Linked DNA regions of Macaca mulatta: region 2 is linked to region 1. A link is a contact called in public Hi-C data. All regions are on one chromosome and are shown on one strand. Each heading gives the region's core, a stretch centred on a gene start, on an enhancer-like site or on the middle of the called end of the contact. The rest is flanking DNA. Distances are from core to core; before and after follow the strand shown.

Region 1 (4,400 bases), core at 934-3,433:
GGCTCTCCCTTCCGTCCCAACTACTCCAGCGGCTGGGGCAGGAGGATGCCCTAAGCCCAGCGAGGTCGAGGCTGCAGTTAGCTGTGACTGCACCACTGCACTCCACTCCACTCCAGCCTGGGCAACAGAGTGAGACTGTCTCAAAGAAAAAAAAAAAAAGCCTCATTCACAGGTAATTTTTTTAAAATGTAAACTAAAATAGAATTTAAAACCCAAGCTGCTCGGTTTCTTGGAAAATGGATTTTTCCTACTTTGTAATATACTTTGTATATCTCGACTATGATTGTGTATGCAAGCACCTCTAAGAAGAAGTACTTGTATCTACAATGAATTCTTTTTTTTTCTTTTTTTCTTTTTTTTGACACGTAGTCTTGCTCTGTTGCCCAGACTGGAGTGCAGTGGCTCTAACTCAGCTCACTGCAAGCTCCGCCTCCCGGGTTCACCCATTCTCCTGCCTCAGCCTCCCGAGTAGCTGGGACTACAGGCGTCCACCACCACGCCCGGCTAATTTTTTGTATTTTTAGTAGAGACTGAGTTTCACCGTGTTAGCCAGGATGGTCTCGATCTCCTGACCTCGTGATCCGCTCGCCTCAGTCTTCCAAAGTGCTGGGATTACCGGTGTGAGCCACCGCACCCGGCCTGCAATGAATTCTTAAACCTCAGGGAGCCAAATAAAAAGACAAGGCCTGAGGAATTCTTTCAAAAATTAAAGTAACATTTCATATTTACTTATTCTAACAGACAAAGAATAAAGAAGGAATCCGCTAAGTTGTAAGCTGAGGTGCAGACAAGTGCTGGTTCACAATGACATCCTAGAAGGAACGCTCTGGATAAGAGCTTCAAGCTTCTACGGTTTTCTGAGGAAAGTGAACGGAATCTAAACGTGTCCTATCGCTCAAAAAAAATCAGCGCTGTGGACCACAGAGCCTAACAGAGTAAAGTAATACAGCGTGCAGTTTGGCCACTAACAGCAAGAGTGGGAAGGGGCAAAGAGGAACCTTGATTGCCCGACACCAGGGCCACCTGAAGACTCCTCTTGACACTTCAGTCTTTCCATTTTGAGATTAGAAGCTTCAAGGACCATTAAATCGCTGCCGCTGCCACACCAGGCCCGACGGAGCAGAAAGGCTGCGCTCACCGGCGGAAGCGACCGGGTGCACACCTGCCGGGTAGGGAGGCCCACACGGTCACACCCCGCCCCGGCTTACCTGCCCTTCGGCGATTTTTAGCTTCAACTTCCATCCCTTCCCACCCATCTGGATCCAACCAAGCCCAAGGGCGGGGGAGGGAGAAGCTAGTGCCGCGAGGAAAAGCATCCCCGCCACCCGCCGCAGGCTTTCTCTCCTCCCTCCCCATTCCACAGAAGAGGCAAAGCCACAGCGCCTCTCCTAACCCTCGTCTCTAATGCAAGGCCTGCAATACTTAGAAAAAAATAATAACTGTTTTTAAGGAGAAGTAACATCCCCGCTCCCTTCCGCCCCTCACCTTCACGAAAGCAATCGGGGTTGTGGTACCTTCGATATCTAACAGGATCACGGTGACTTCGGCGGGGACCGAAAGCACGACCATTTCCCTTCCGGATGCTACGGGACTCGGCCTGCAGTCGGGGAGGGTGGAGGGCGGCGCCGGCTGCGGCTGCTGCCCCCGGTACCGTCCTGGGCTTCCGACGGCCCCGCGCGATCTTGGAGTCAGCGACCAAGTGCAGCCCGCCGCGCGTAGGGAAGAGAACACCTCTGCACACCTGGCACTGGAAAAGGCGGCCGCCCAGGAGCCCCTGAACTCGTGAGCAGGACGGGGCAGGAGCCCGAGACCACGTGGGCAGGAAAAGGGGCGGGCCGTGCTGGGTTCGGCGGGGCGGGGTGCGAAAGCCCAGCGCCAATTGGTCGCCGTCGGGCCTCGAACGCGATCCGTCAAAATGGGCCTCGCGTGGGCGGGAACAAAGAAGCGAACGCGGGAGCAGGATGCGCGAGAGCGCGCCCTCCGCAGACAGGTTGAGCGAGCGGGAGAGGCCCGGGGCACGTGCAGAAGGGAGCCCCGCGAGTGGCGCGCCGGGGATGTGAGTGCCCCTTGCCCTCTACTGCATCCAGCCCCCTCCCCGCCCACCGCCTCCGTCCTTGCATAGATACAGTCATCTGGCCAGCCTCCGCCCCTCCTCCCGGCCTCAGCCTGCCAGAGAGGCCGCGCGGGGCTCGGGCTTCGGCCGATCAGCCAGGAGGCCTCGCTGCGCCCCCTCGGCCCGCGCGCCCGTGGCCACAGCGGAAGAGACGCCCGCGCTGCGCTGTCCGGAGGGGCCGTCGCGCGCCCGCTTCCTGTTCGGCTGGTTCCTGCCAGCTCGAGGACAAAACACGCGTGCGCGCGGCGGGCGAGCGCGCTCGCCGCCTCAGTCGCCAGCGCCGGGCGCAGTCCGCCTTTTTCCGGAGTAGCCCGGCCGCGGTGCTAGTCGGTAGCAGCGGCCGCCGCAGCGGCTCCGCACTGGCGAACCGAGGGCAGAAAAAGGCGGGGTTCACGGCTCTTTGGTAGGAGTGGGCTGGACCGGACGCCAGAGACAAAGGCTCCCAAGGCAAGAGGGACTGTGGCCTTGCGTCGGCTCTGTTCGGGACTGCTGACCCCAGGACTTTACGCCCCTTCGTTTTTCTCTTCTGATTCTTCTCTTCTCCCAAGCCCGCGTCCCCTCACGCGTGGCCTCTCTCCTTGCCGGGAGGGCCGCGATGGAGGTCCCGCCCCGGCTTTCCCATGTGCCGCCGCCATTGTTCCCCTCCGCTCCCGCTACTTTAGCCTCCCGCAGCCTCTCCCATTGGCGGCCGCGGGCGCCGCGGCAGCTAGCCCCGCTCCTCCCTTCACTCGCTCCCAGCTCCGCCCGGCAGGGGGCGCGCCGGGCCCAGCGCCACGTCACCGCCCAGCAGCCCTCCCGATTGGCGGGCGGGGCGACTATAAAGGGAGGGCGCAGGCGGCGCCCGGATCTCTTCCGCCGCCATTTTAAATCCAGCTCCATACAACGCTCCGCCGCCGCTGCTGCCGCGACCCGGACTGCGCGCCAGCACCCCCCTGCCAACAGCTCCGCCACTATGGAGGATATGAACGAGTACAGCAACATAGAAGAATTCGCAGAGGGATCCAAGATAAACGCGAGCAAGAATCAGCAGGATGACGGGTACCGCACGCTTCTTCCCCCGCTCCCCCTCCCCCAGCGCGCCGCACGCGCCCTTCGTCCCTCGTGAGCCGCGCGCTGCCCCCATTCTTTCTCAGAGTCGATTCCCCGCGTGCCCTCTGGGCCCCACTAGCTTGGAGGGAAGAGGAAAGTAAGAGATCGAGGGGGTGACTGGAGAGACCCGGGAAGAGTGGGGGAAGGGCGGAGGGGTTGGAGGAGGAGGGCGGCGGCGTCTCTGTCCCGAGCGCGCAGGCGCCGCGTGGGACCCGGGGGGGAGGGGCCGGCCTCCCAGCGCCGCTCGCTGCAGCTGCCGACGCCTCTTCATTGTGTGTCTGTTACCACTCGGCGCGGTTTTCCTGGGAAGAGTTTTAGAGGACTCTGAGTTCGGGCACAAGCAGGCGACTGGTACCCAGATTCACAAAACGTATTATGATTGATGAGTTCTCTGGGTGGAACGTTGGCTTGACAGCTGAGGACGAGGATGGACCTAAGATAAGATGTGAGGGATTCATCTAGGAAGTTGGGCCTTGTAGCTGAAGCAATCTGGGCAGAACCTTTACTATATTTTATTGGTCTCCTTTGAGTTTTGCTTTATGTAGTGCGGAGAGCGAGCTGTCCGCTGGTTTGAGTAACTTTGTTGGGATATTGGGATTTTTGTGTGAAATAGATTAAATGTAAACATGGATTAAATTGCTTACACTTAGGGGATAAATGTTCCTGTTTTTATTCTACGATTTAATTCCAGAACTGAAGGACCATTTGAGTTACTGTTAATTTTTTAAAAAACCTTTTATTTCTAGTAAAATGTTTATTGGAGGCTTGAGCTGGGATACAAGCAAAAAAGATCTGACAGAGTATTTGTCTCGATTTGGGGAAGTTGTAGACTGCACAATTAAAACAGATCCAGTCACTGGGAGATCAAGAGGATTTGGATTTGTGCTTTTCAAAGATGCTGCTAGTGTTGATAAGGTAGGAACTGTGTTTTGCATTGTGCTGCTTTTGTAGTGTTTTGCACATTTTTCTGGGGGTTATATGCTGCTGTCAGATTAAATAAATCTGTCTTGTAGGTTTTGGAACTGAAAGAACACAAACTGGATGGCAAATTGATAGATCCCAAAAGGGCCAAAGCTTTAAAAGGGAAAGAACCCCCCAAAAAGGTTTTTGTGGGTGGATTGAGCCCGGATACTTCTGAAGAACAAATTAAAGAATATTTTGGAGCCTTTGGAGAGGTGTGTGATTATGTTTACACATG
Region 2 (4,400 bases), core at 868-3,367, 60 kb after region 1:
TCATACATCCTCATTAAAGCATATAGTAAAGTTGTTAGCTTTAAAATCATTCCTAGGTTGTCTGGAATTTTTGACATAAATTCTAAGAATTCCAGAAGCTCCTAAGCTACATGGGAAATGAAGATGAACCGTTTTGGAAAAGTCACTATTACCAAAAGGTGGGTATGTCTAATGATATCTTAAGATCAAAATAAATGATAATTACCCTCGCCTGAAGCCAGAAAGATTAAACAGACTTCCCTTCAGTCAATCATCTTAGTTGTTTCTAACCAGGAATATACGTTTCAGCACCATACCCACTTTATCCTTTGCTAATATTCTGGCAGGTGGAGACAAATGTGGAGTCACTACCACTTTAAGATAAACATTCTTGGTATTATCTTTACATGACTATTACAGGAGTTTGGTAAGATTATATTTTTAGGACGTTTTCAGAATTTGACCTGTATTCTTAAGTTTTAATTATTCTTTAATGTAAATTCTACTAATTTGATTAAGAAAACTTATTTATAATCTTCCTTTGAGATTTTTGGATAGTGCCCAATTAATACAAATTCGTTTAACTACAGTGGAAAAACAAATATTTAATTTTTTTTTTTTTTGAGACGGAGTCTCGCTCTGTTGCCCAGGCTGGAGTGCAATGGTGCGATCTCCACTCATGGCAAGCTCCGTCTCCCGGCTTCCAGTCATTCTCCTGCCTCAGCCTCCTGAGTACCTGGGATTAAAGGCACCCGCCACCACGCCCGGCTAATTTTTGTAATTTTAGTAGAGACGTGGGTTTCACCATGTTGGTCAGGCTTGTCTCGAACTCCTGACCTCATGATCCGCCTGCCTCGGCCTCCCAAAGTGCTGCGATTATGGGCGTGAACCATCGCGCCCGGCCCAAATACTTAAACTCTTAAGGTTTTTGCTGGATTCTGCAAACTCGTCTTTGTCTCCCCCGTGCCCGAACACTTACTAAAGAGGCAAATAATTATTTGTTGACTACCGAAGTACCTAAAAGCTTCATTTTCTTCTAAGGATACCGCTGGAAGCAGCAAATCCCAAAGCCCGAATAATCCAGTCTCCAGCCGAGGCATCGGGAATTTTTATAAAAATTACTTTTTATACACCTTAGTGAAATGCCTAACGGTGTTACAAGAAAACAAAACAAAACAACCACACACAACAAAAAAACCCAAACCCGAACACAAACTCATAAAGCTCGTAAAGATGACTCACGACATTTATATATCCTATGTAGGACTAAAGAACATTAAGCGAACCCTTGATTTAACACACTTTCCAATTGACGTAAAGGAATCACGGTACCTTTTAGGATCTCTAAACAACAAAAGCAAAGCAAAAACGATGTTTTCCTTAAGATATGCAAGTTACCTGCTTCTTCGACCAAAAAAAAAAAAAAAAAATTTCAGGAGAAAAGCAGGCAAACAAAAATCTTACTTGGAAAGTCAAATCTTAAAAAGAAGCCCTATCGGCCCAGCGGCGATAGACGAAAACCTCAATGTCACCCGGTCCCGGGCGGCGACGGCAGGAAGGAGTTGCGGCAATCAGTGCGCGCGCGGTCCGCTGCGGCGCCTGGCGCTCCGCAGGCGTCCGGGTGGACAGAGTCAGGGGCACAGGGCTGACATCTCAGGGCTAATTCCCTCCTCGAGTGCGTACATCCAGGCTTAAGCCGCCGCAGGGTGTGAGCCTCCCCTCCCCCACCTGAACGCCGCAGCTGCACGGGGAACTGCCGCCTTCGCGGAGGTGCAGCCACACCACGGCCTGATGCTGCTGCTCCAGCCAGCTACTGGAGTGTTGGGGAGGGGTGAGTGGACTCCAGGAATCCTCGGAAGGGCGGGGGCGGAGGCAGGGGGCCCCTCTAGCCGCTACTTCGAAACAGCACTCCTTGTTCTCGATGGTCCCCGCGCGACCGTCTTAGCTCACGACACTTCCGGTTCCTTTTAAAGGCCCCCACAGGCTGTGCGACGCCGAGCGTGAGAGGAAGGTATAAAGGGGAGCGAGAGGGCGGGACCAAAGAGGAAAGGGAAAAAAAAAACCTAGGGGGAGAGGGGTGGGGGGGACGCGCGAAGGGCGCGCTCTCGCATCACGTGACCGGGACGCGCCGTTCTTCCGTCGGCCATTTTAGGTGGTCCGCGGCGGCGCCATTAAAGCGAGGAGGAGGCAAGAGCGGCCGCCGCTGGTGCTTATTCTTTTTTAGTGCAGCGGGAGAGAGCGGGAGTGTGCGCCGCGCGAGAGTGGGAGGCGAAGGGGGCAGGCCAGGGAGAGGCGCAGGAGCCTTTGCAGCCACGCGCGCGCCTTCCCTGTCTTGTGTGCTTCGCGAGGTAGAGCGGGCGCGCGGCAGCGGCGGGGATTACTTTGCTGCTAGTTTCGGTTCGCGGCAGCGGCGGGTGTAGTCTCGGCGGCAGCGGCGGAGACACTAGCACTATGTCGGAGGAGCAGTTCGGCGGGGACGGGGCGGCGGCAGCGGCAACGGCAGCGGTAGGCGGCTCGGCGGGCGAGCAGGAGGGAGCCATGGTGGCGGCGACACAGGGGGCAGCGGCGGCGGCGGGAAGCGGAGCCGGGACCGGGGGCGGAACCGCGTCTGGAGGCACCGAAGGGGGCAGCGCCGAGTCGGAGGGGGCGAAGATTGACGCCAGTAAGAACGAGGAGGATGAAGGGTGAGTAAGGGGCAGCCCAGGATAGTCAGGCCCAACTAGTCCCCCTCCCCCTCATTCCCCCGCCATTAGGCCTGGTTCCCGCTCTCAGCCTGTTCTCCGGGCCCCCATGTAGCCTTCTTGTTCTGGTGTCCCCTTTTCTATGTTGGGTTCCCCGGACCTTCATTTCCTCCTTCCTTTGCCTGCTTATCGCCCCCCTCCCCCATCACACACGTTTCCACCTTTAGCCGTCACCATGCTGCTCCTCGGCCCGCCCTCCTTTCCTCCCTCGCCCTGGGTCTCCTCCCACCGACTTAGCCGCCAGGATTTTTTCCCGCCTGTCGAGGGGTACCTTTTTTTCTTTCCATGCTGTCCCCTCTTTTTCCCAAATTCTAAAGTCTTGGGCATAAAAACACAGACAGACACAAAAAGCTTCCCTGTTTGTATTGCTAAGGTTTATTTGGTGCTTCTCCACCATCCTGAAACGATGCGATTGTTTATAAGCGCATGTTTTGGGGAACGCGTAGGCTGTCCACTTCTGCCTCTCCCTTGTCGGTCTCAGGCCGAATGTTTTCTTGGGATTTTGAATAAGTTTGCCTAAGGACTTACTCATTTTCTTTACCATACGCTATCGCACAATGGCATGTTCATATAGGCCCTATATTTTGACGTGCAGACCAAATGAGCTCCGGTGAAATGCTGCGACTTTCTTGTTGGTACGTTGGTTTTGCTCCGCGGGCTCAGGTTAAGTTCCTAGTCGGTGGGGCCTGCACTTGACTGGAGCTGTTCCTATCTCCGGCCTAGTGTCTACCCTTCCCCCACCCCCGAGTTATTCTAACCGCGCACCCTTTTCGCGCCCTCAGCTATTGGGCTCCCCAACTATTAGTACAGATTGTAACTTACTTTTTATGTGCAACCTAATTTTTTACAACCTCCAGTCCCGTTTTTTTCCCGGTGCCCAGGATCCTATTTTGGTGTCTTGATTTCTCTTTCCCGCCCACTAAGGGAGGCCTATAGTCCTCTTAAGAGAAACAAATCCTGTATTGTGCTATGGGATACTTTTTTTTTTTTTGGTGCAAATTTCTTAGTATTAACTTGCTTCCTCTGATTGAAATAACAGTTGTATATACTACCTAAATCTGCATTTAGTGTATTAAAATGCAGCATTTGGGATTGGGAACATAATACGGGAGTTAGCAGGAGGGACTAAATCGGGGTTCTTGGTTGAGTTTTCTTAGCTCCGATTACTGAGTGATGATCGTGGGTTCACGCTTCCATTCCTTTTTGTAATGGGGAGGGGTGTGTGTGTGTCTGAATTTTTTTTTAAACTGTAAAGAGAAAGATGTTGATGGATATAACAGTAAGATGTCGCTTTAACTCAGTGTTAGAAAACACGATTCCCTTTACTGAGAAAGAGCCCAGGATTTGGAGGGAGAGTGGGGAGGGGAGAAGCACTTTGGAATATAGGGTTAAACCCAGCCTAGGCAGATTCTTGTCAGGCTGTTTGATGATAGTGCTGGTTTTGGGGGAGTGGTGGTGGGAAGGGAAACAAACTTTTAAAAATTAAACAGATCTAACTCGAATTGTATATAGCTTATTTGAGAAAGGAAGATGTTAGATATTTGGAAACTTAAAATCTTTAACATTTTGGTTTTCGTTTGCTGAATTCTGTTCTTTGGACAGAGGCACCAAAATGATTAATTGTATAACTTCCTGTTTGGGGCAGGCTTTCTGTTAGCCCTGATAATTCAAATCGCAAAG

Evidence for each region. A called contact is a pair of places that touch in the nucleus more often than the background predicts.
Region 2: a contact with region 1 is called in a Hi-C map of CD4 T cells, with 5 times the contacts expected there. The contact joins the promoter of HNRNPD here to the promoter of HNRNPDL in region 1. A contact is called at or near these places in 6 of 14 Hi-C or Micro-C datasets (CD4 T cells, blood, fetal cortex germinal zone and 2 more).

What each region holds. Positions count from the first base shown.
Region 1 is chr5:51,379,518-51,383,917 of T2T-MMU8v2.0, forward strand. HNRNPDL (heterogeneous nuclear ribonucleoprotein D like) reads left to right here and starts at 2,184. Exons shown (of 8, transcript NM_001260709.1): 1 at 2,184-3,151; 2 at 3,949-4,117; 3 at 4,216-4,377. The coding sequence starts at 2,709. ENOPH1 (enolase-phosphatase 1) reads right to left here and starts at 1,790. Exons shown (of 6, transcript XM_078003452.1): 1 at 1,486-1,790. The coding sequence starts at 1,569.
Region 2 is chr5:51,440,050-51,444,449 of T2T-MMU8v2.0, forward strand. It overlaps HNRNPD (heterogeneous nuclear ribonucleoprotein D), which reads left to right and starts at 2,118. Exons shown (of 9, transcript NM_001260807.2): 1 at 2,118-2,663. The coding sequence starts at 2,431. LOC114678302 (a long non-coding RNA gene) reads right to left here and starts at 1,799. Exons shown (of 2, transcript XR_003729639.2): 1 at 1,312-1,799.